Linked DNA regions of Zea mays: region 1 is linked to region 2. A link is a contact called in public Hi-C data. All regions are on one chromosome and are shown on one strand. Each heading gives the region's core, a stretch centred on a gene start, on an enhancer-like site or on the middle of the called end of the contact. The rest is flanking DNA. Distances are from core to core; before and after follow the strand shown. Region 1 holds the start of LOC100283329 (succinyl-CoA ligase alpha-chain 2). Region 2 overlaps LOC100191715 (chlorophyll a-b binding protein).

Region 1 (4,418 bases), core at 870-3,369, 78 kb after region 2:
TGGAGCTGTTGATTTATGATAAAAACTACTATTTCAGTTCAAGGAGCTAGCTCAGGCTTATGAGGTCCCCAGCGACCCTGAAAAGCGAGAGATCTATGATCAGTATGGGGAGGATGCCCTCAAGGAGGGAATGGGAGGCGGTGGTGGGATGCATGATCCCTTCGACTTATTCCAGTCATTCTTTGGTGGTGGAAGCCCTTTTGGAGGTATGTTACAAAACAAAAAAAACTGATGCAATGCCATTTGATCAAGAATTGCCTACATAGTGGCTCACCCTGTTTGTACTTGTGCAAAGGTGGCAGCAGTAGGGGCAGAACGCAACGATGGGGAGATGATGTGGTTCATCCTCTGAAGGTTTCTCTAGAGGATTTGTACAATGGCACATCAAAGAAGCTCTCTCTGTCCCACAATGTCCTCTCCTCCAAGTGCAATGGGTAGGTCATCTGAATCCACAACACAAGGATGCCAAAAACTCAATTACAGTATGCTTTCTATATTAGATTCTTAGGATCTCATTGTGTGCTTGTAATCGTGCAGTAAGGGTTCCAAGTCTGGAGCTTCGTCGAGGTGTGCTGGTTGTCAATGTTCTGGCTTCAAGGTCCAAATCCGGCAGTTGGGACCTGGAATGATTCAGCAAATGCAACATCCTTGCAATGAGTGCAAGGGTTCTAGAGAGACCATCAGCGATAAAGATAGATGCCCACAATGCAAAGGTGATAAAGTTGTGCCGGAGAAGAAAGTTTTTGAAGTGGTAGTTGAGAAAGGTATGCAGAACGGGCATAAGATCACATTCCTTGGCGAAGCTGATGAAGCAGTAATGACTCCTTAGTCCTCAGTTCTAAAGTTATTCCTCTGGCACAAACTAAACTTCTGTTCTAACTAATGTGTGCAACCTTGGGTTCTAACTATCTTGTGCTCGTGTGCAGCCTGATACTGCCACTAGAGATATCATCTTTGTTCTCCAGTAGAAGGAGCATCCCAAGTTCAAGAGAAAGGGCGATGACCTCTTCTACGAGCACACACTGACCTTGACTGAATCTCTGTGTGGCTTCCAGTTTGTTCTGACTCACTTGGATAACAGGCAACTGCTGATCAAATCGAACCCTGGCGAAGTTGTGAAGCCTAGTGGGTGATTTTGACGTATGATTATGATTCCGCCTTCGTGATTTGGCCAATGCTCATTGATTACTTTAAATTTGTGCAGATTCTTTCAAGGCAATCAACGATGAAGGCATGCCCATGTATCAGAGGCCCTTCATGAAGGGCAAGCTATACATCCACTTCTCGGTGGAGTTCTCGGACTTGTTGAGCTCGGAGCAGTGCAAGGCCCTGGAGGTTGTTCTCCCGCCCAAGCCAGTATCACAGTACACTGACATGGAGCTGGACGAGTGTGAGGATACGATGCCCTACGACGTGAACATCGAAGAGGAGATGCGGAGGCGGCAGCAGCAGCACCAGGAGGCCTACGACGAGGATGATGATGTGCCAGGTGGTGGGCAGAGGGTGCAGTGCGCCCAGCAGTAGGCAGCTTGCGGCAAATTTGTTGTTTCGCTTTGGGCGACTATTGAGTTTACTCGCTTGTATTGGTCTTATGATACTTCGGTTACAAGAGTGCAGTATTACTAAGGATTAGTTCCTATATAATGGCACATTGGCACTAACAGTGTTATGCATTTTAATGCACCCGTAGCAACGCACGGGCATAGACCTAGTTATAGATAAGTCTCAAGTGTTCAAACTAAACGAATCCCAAGTGCTAACACGAGAGAAACACAAAAGCATGACATTTTTTACTTGTTTATCTTTGGGCATGTTATCTGTTGTGTTGGATAGCTCTCGAAACAAGTTTTTCGAAAAAACCAAGATCACTAGAAACAAAGTTCAAAGTAAAAAAGTTAAGTATTTTATGAGGTAATATGTGTTACACTGTTACGACAATGCTGCTTGAGGCTCGGCAGTGTCGTGTGATAAGCGACATCCATGTTACAAGCTGCCATTTTTTTTAATAAAATCTTTAGTTGACAATTGTTTTAACTAAATAATTTTAGTTTTTTAACAATTAGCGACTCCAACTAGAATCAAAATTTTCAAGAGGGGTCATAAGCAAACTTTCAAGCTCAACTTTCCCTGCAAGAATGGATCGCGAGACCCAAGTAGAGTAGACCAAAGACAAAGGAAAGCGAGGGCCACCATCCCCCAAACCCGTGAGAAATCGAATCGAGAAGGGAAGAGCACGCGCCGTCGCCAGCACCGCGTCCGCCATGGCCGCCTCCTCCCCCCGCGCGTTGCAATCGCTGGGGTCCGCCGCCTCCCGCTTCCTCCACGCGCGGGGCTTCGCCGCGGCGGCCGCCGCGGCGCCCTCGCCGGCGGTCTTCGTCGACAAGAGCACCCGCGTGATCTGTCAGGGCATCACGGGGAAGAACGGCACCTTCCACACCGAGCAGGCCATCGAGTACGGCACCAACATGGTATGCCCCCGCCGCGGCCCCCCTCGTCTGTCTCCCTTTGATGTGCCCCTCAATGGCTCGATCCGTGTGCTCCGTTCCATGCCGAGCTATTCTAGGATTTGGCAGAGCTCGTGCTGCGCGGTCCCCTGGGTGCTCGGTCGCCGATCTCCATTTCCTCGGGTCTTACTCTTTCGTTTGGCTACCTTACATTCCGATCGAGAGCGAAACTAACGGTGTTACCCTTAACGGATGCTGTTGGAGTAAAAGACGTTTGCAACTATAGCTGCTCATTTTGTACGAGGTCTGAAACCTTAGTTCAAGCTGCAAAAAATCAGGGTCCATTATCATTTGTTGATTTGATTGCTAATTGATGTCACTAACATGCTCTAGTAATTTTGGCGCTTTTCACCATGCGATCTACTGAGTCAGCATTTGTCTGTCAGACAGGATGCACAAGCATTTCTTAGGAAGCATAAGTTCATTATGGTTTGAGAAAAATGTTCCTCACAGGAAATGAGGAAACCTGATTTGAACCAAGGTGCTTGAGATTATGAGAATCATACCCATCATCGATGCTTTGAAGGCAAAGGGGTTCGATGCTCACGTGTGTATTTTAAATCTGGGACATCCATCTCGTGTCCAACAACAACACCAATTTTATAATAAAAAAAACCTTCCCCTCTCTCCCCTGGTGGGAGGGGTTCTTTGTAAAATTAGTTAATGCCATTGGATACGAAATGGATGTTCTAGATTTAAAATATGCATATGAGCACCGTACACCTTTGAGTATGTTCCCTGCTTTGAAACTTTTTAAGCTCTTCTAAGCACAACCTAACAAAAAAAGAGAATCATGTATGATTTATGAAGATGTAATTATTCTTCATTATTGACAATTTGTTTCCGTCTGATCTGTTTGATGAAAATGGTCTGCAGTCCTCAGACAACCAAATATTGTGATAATAGGAAGAAGGAATTGAGGCACTAAGAATGTTGAAGTCTGGTTTTTAGCAAGATGGTTCCATGGACCTGTCAACTGGCATTTTTACATTTATGCTGATGATCACTAGAATCATATAATTAACGTGGCACACTGTTTCTGACAATGGAATTGACCCAGATGCTACCTTTTTATACCATGTGGTATTAATACTAATATATTATGAATACAACTGAAAGTGGATATTTGAACAATGATTTCTATGTTTCAACAGTATTTCAGTTAATAGATATAGCTTATAAATATATTATTGTTATTTTTTATGTTTTTCCTGTAGCTTGTGTCTCTCATTTTATATTAAGCTTCTTTTTTGTTGTAACAGGTTGGTGGAGTGACTCCTAAGAAAGGTGGAACTGAACATTTAGGGCTCCCAGTGTTTAACTCTGTAGCAGAAGCTAAGGCTGAAACAAAAGCCAATGCAACTGTTATATATGTTCCACCACCATTTGCCGCCGCTGCTATAATGGAGGCAATGGAGGCTGAGCTCGACCTTGCCGTCTGCATTACAGAAGGAATACCTCAGCATGACATGGTAATTTTTTAACCATTTCTGTACTTTGTTAGTCATCTGATCCTGGGAATCTGCTCACTGTCATATCATCTTTGGTTTGGAAATCACTGCACATGTAAATTACAAATTCATTTATTTTTGGCAAAAGGACAAGAAAGTAGTGTGAATGTGTGGTCAACGCTTATCTCAGTTTATCTTAGACGGACATGTAGTAGGCTATTATTCTCTTTTGTGCAGGATGGGACTCAAATATTGGTAAATAGATGTATGTGATCCAAATAGACACAGATTTTACTATCATGGTCCATCGAGCAGTTTGCTTGCTGACATTCTTTTTGTGGTATTTTTTCTGCATATTGCTTTTGGCTCATGTCATAAATCAGTTAGTTATATTTTGCTTTGTTGACGGAACTCCATGAGGTGACATTATAATGTTTCATTTGCAAATTTAGGTGAAAGTGAA
Region 2 (4,460 bases), core at 1,898-4,397:
TTAATGTTACCATTTTTTAGTAATTCATCGAATATCTTATCACATTTGCCGACATTAAATGTAAACTTAACCTCCTCCTGTCGTTCCTTTTGAACTGACTGCAAGGAGGAGCAAGCCGAAGATTTGGCCTGCTCGGGCCAAACTATTTCGGCAGTGTAAACTTTCTTTGGTTCATCGTCCGAACTACTTTGATTGTGTTCTACTATAGGGACATTATGATGAACCGTTCTGACTAGTTCTTTGCTTCGGCTTTCACAAGCCGAAGCTCTCTGATGTAATTGTGCTAGAGTAAAGAACTGGATGCCTTCTAATCTCTCTTTTAAATAATAGTGCAATCCATCAAAGGCCATTCCCGCCAGTTGTTTATCTGTTAAATGAATTTGAAAGCATCGGTTTCTCGTATCCTGGAATCTCCGGATATAATCACTAACCGATTCATCCTTTTCTTGTCGTAGGGTCACTAAGTCTACTAAATCTAGCTCATAATCACCAGAGAAGAAATGTTCATGAAATTTTTGCTCTAAGTCTCCCCATGACAAAATGGAATTAGGAGGGAGCGTGGCATACCATGTGAATGCAGTCCCTGTTAAGGATAATGAAAATAAACGCACACGGAATGCTTCGGTGTCGGCCAATTCTCCTAATTGTGCTAGGAACTGGCCTATGTGCTCACGCGTGCTCTTTTCTTGGTCACCCGAAAACTTTGCAAACTCGGGTATCCTGGTTCCCTGTGGGTATGGGTGGTGATCAAATCGGCTGTCATAAGGCTTCCGATATGATTGCCCCCCAGGGATCATGCTTACTCCAAGCTTATTTCGGAACGCCCCGGCTATTTCTTCCCTCACTATACCAATGGCAGTCGGTGCAAGACCACCGGCTCTCTGGTCAAACATAGGTGGGGTTGATTGCATGTTAGTATGTTGTCGTTCCCCCCATTGGTTTGAGCTACGTGGTGCATTTCCATTTGCCCTATATGGCTCATATGTTTGATCGTTTCTTTCCGGCCTTCTAGGTGGGGCCGGAAAGCTTTCCTGGGCTCTGGATCCTGAATTAATGGGCTGGTGCATTGCATAATGTGATGGGAAGTGTTGTTGGGACGGGCGAGGATTCAGGTAATAATCCCCCTCAAAAGACTCATGCGCGGACTGTCCGGATACGTACCCGGACCGTCCGTGATTATATGCGGACCGTCCGTCGTTGTATGCGGACCGTCCGACTGGATAGTTTAAATTCGGTGCCCTATGTGGTGGCTCGAGTGCGTGTCTAGGTAACTCATTAAAAATGGGCCCGGACGGTCCGCGCTCGCGAGCAGACGGTCCGGACATGTGTAGATCGCCTGGTTTACTGCCGATTTGCGTTTGCTTAGGGTACGTGTCCATCGGCATCCCATAAGGGGGTTGTGACTGGTCGTGACAACCTTTAACCGATGTATTACGTGTATTATCTCCTAATTCAGCCTCGTGTGAAGGAAAATTTGCTATACTAGATTTATCAAATGCACGTACTAGTCTCCTACAATCGTTTTGCATAACCCCTATGATATTTTGCATCTGTTCTCGCTGTTCGTCTATGTAAGCTTTAAGAGATTGGAGTTTGTTGGTGCTACTTACATTTGGGGTAATTGTAGTAGGTCGGAGCGAAGCCAGATCTGTCACCCGTTGCCGAACGACTTTGTTGTTCCTGTCCACTTTGAAGTCAGCCAGGAACTTCGCCTTTGCTTCTTGGATCAGCTGCTCCTGGCGCTCCTCGAACAGGAGCTGTTCTTCAGCCGGCAAGGCTTCCCATGTCGGTGTGATGATATTGCTGGTGGAAACCTCAGAGCTATCTTTTGAACCGGCCATTTAGGGCCGATTTGATAGATCTATATGTGTTGTCCCCAGCGGAGTCGCCAAAAAGTATGTTGACGCCTTTTCGGAGCGCCAAATACTCAAGAAGAACCGGCGGTGGTGCTCTCTGGTCAGGCGCGGACGGTCCGCGGCCTGGGGCCGGACGGTCCGCGACCTGGCGCAGGGGCTAGGTTTTCCTGCCTGACGTCCGGACGGTCCGCGCCCTGGGGCCGGACGGTCCGCGCGTGCGCAGGGGCGGCGGAAGATCGCCGGCGGCGCCTGGATCTCGCTCCCGGGAGGGACCCCGTCGGGGAGGAGAGATCCTAGGAGTTGTCTAGGCTCGGGCCGGCCGACCTAGACTCCTCTAATCGACGTAGAGTCGAGGAGAGGCGGAGAATTTGGGGATCGAGAGGCTAAACTAGAACTAGACTAGAACTACTCCTAATTGTACTAGAAATAAATGCGAATAGAAGTTGTATTGATTCGATTGTTGATTACAAATCGGCCGTATACCTCTCTATTTATAGAGGAGGGGGGGCTGGACCCTTTACAAACTAATTTCCGAGCTTATCCCGCGATTTTAGCTAACAACCGTAGCACAAAACTCGGAACCCTAATCTGCTCTGCGCCCGCGCGGACCGTCCGGCCCACAGGCGCGGACCGTCCGGACCGCGGACCGTCCGGCCTCAGGGCCGGACCGTCCGCGTGCTCAATTTGGTGTTCAACGGTAGTCCTTGCCGAAGGCTAACAATTATTCATCTGTGTGCTTATGAAAGGTACCCTGGTGGCCTCTGGTTTGACCCGCTCGGCTGGGGCAGCGGCTCGCCGGAGAAGATCAAGGAGCTGCGCACCAAGGAGATCAAGAACGGACGCCTCGCCATGCTCGCCGTCATGGGCGCCTGGTTCCAGGCCGAGTACACCGGCACCGGCCCCATCGACAACCTCTTCGCCCACCTCGCCGACCCTGGCCACGCCACCATCTTCCAGGTCAACTGAATCAACCCGCATTGCATATGAATGCGCCACATTTTTTTTTGCATGATTTGGTTGCTGATTTGAGAATCTTTTATGTTCTTGATCAGGCCTTCACCCCCAAATGAGGAGTTGAACTTATTATTAGCATTTTGAGGAGTGCTACCACACATGCATCGTCAGGTTGATGGCCGATATATATGAAACTTCACATTTTTTTTGGTGGGGAAGGACTGCTGAGTAGACTGTCAATGATGGAATGCTCGTGGTGCGAGTGCGATGCATGGTGTACTTGTACTATGTTGTAACCAGTGTAAAAAGGGGATACTCGTTAGATGTTATGCCATGTTCTCTGAATCAACGGCTTGATGATTTGTGCAACGCTTACAATCGTTTTGGGTGATAAAGGGCAGTCCTAGGCTCCCAGCCTGAAAATCATTTAGCGCAAAATCATTTAGGGGTTGTTCGTTTATGCCAATCCATAGACCTTGTTCAGTTATCTCAGGATTTCGAAAGGGTTTTGACTAGGGAGTGATTTAATCCCTTTAATCCAGACGTAACCGAACAAGCCTAGAAGTGGATTTAAGGAGATTAAATACTCTTCTAGTCAAAAATGACTAGAAGGTGATTTAATCCCCTTTTGGATTGGCGTAACCGAACAAGCTCTTACTGAAAGCATCTAGGCTCCTAGTTGATTTTTTGATTAATGATAACGTAAGATTATTTTTGACGTGTGTTTTGCAGAGCAAATAGTAAGTTAGATCACAATGCAGCAAAATAGTAAGTTAGATCACAATGCAGTAAGTTACGCTACAACCGGTCAAAACAATCCCTTAGATGAGAACTTGAAGCTAGGCTCCTAGTTGATTTTTTGATTAATGATAACGTAAGATTATTTTTGACGTGTGTTTTGCAGAGCAAATAGTAAGTTAGATCACAATGCAGCAAAATAGTAAGTTAGATCACAATGCAGTAAGTTACGCTACAACCGGTCAAAACAATCCCTTAGATGAGAACTTGAAGCGACGACTGAAAAACACGAGTCAAGATGAAGGTCTTCATATCCTAAGGGTCGAAGGAGTTGTGGGACACTTGGTATAGAGTTAGAACTTTTAATTTTATTTTAGCCATACTATAAAGAGGAGTTGTGGATGAGTAGTTTGACCAAGAGATAACTAGTGTAGTGTCGGTGCATGTTCACACTCAAAACTAGTGCTATGTGTCACTCATAACCTCACTCACAAGTTAGAATCAAAATCAGTTTAGAAAAACCCTAGATTAGAAACAAGTGCAGCTGCTCTAAGGGTACCAGACTATCCAGTGTGCACCGAACAGTACGGTGGTCCCCTCGACAGCTGGCTAGAGAGCGCCCAAGAGCAAGCACTTGGCGCTAGCCGAATTTTTGACAGACACCCGACTGTCCGGTGTGCATCGGACAGTCTCTATGCATTGTCTGGTGCTCCTCGGTGTAATGACTAACTGTTAGGACTAGCCGTTGGGAGAGCAGCATTGGCGCACTGGTGGCGCACCGAACTGTCCGGTACGCCCATAAGCAGAAAGGCCAGAAATGGCTAGTTTGGGGTGGTTGGGTATTTATATCCCCTCCACTAGTCGTATTTATTGCCTTGCTGCCCCAACTAACTTGAATTCATTGCTAGAGCA

The links. A called contact is a pair of places that touch in the nucleus more often than the background predicts.
Region 1: a contact with region 2 is called in a Hi-C map of leaf, with 5 times the contacts expected there. The contact joins the promoter of LOC100283329 here to the enhancer-like site in region 2. A contact is called at or near these places in 3 of 25 Hi-C or Micro-C datasets (leaf and tassel).

The regions. Positions count from the first base shown.
Region 1 is chr2:213,886,222-213,890,639 of Zm-B73-REFERENCE-NAM-5.0, forward strand. LOC100283329 (succinyl-CoA ligase alpha-chain 2) reads left to right here and starts at 2,120. Exons shown (of 7, transcript NM_001156230.2): 1 at 2,120-2,468; 2 at 3,767-3,976; 3 at 4,408-4,418. The coding sequence starts at 2,262. It also overlaps the pseudogene LOC103649271.
Region 2 is chr2:213,807,339-213,811,798 of Zm-B73-REFERENCE-NAM-5.0, forward strand. It overlaps LOC100191715 (chlorophyll a-b binding protein), which reads left to right. Exons shown (of 5, transcript NM_001137144.2): 4 at 2,603-2,813; 5 at 2,909-3,177. The coding sequence ends at 2,926. Among protein-coding and RNA genes, the nearest start is that of LOC100191715, 5.8 kb to the left of the region's middle. Within about 2 kb of position 3,148, at least 6 of the 20 cell types and tissues checked have an H3K27ac peak or open chromatin away from gene starts, as enhancers often do. A contact at or near this core is called in leaf, where this site is marked.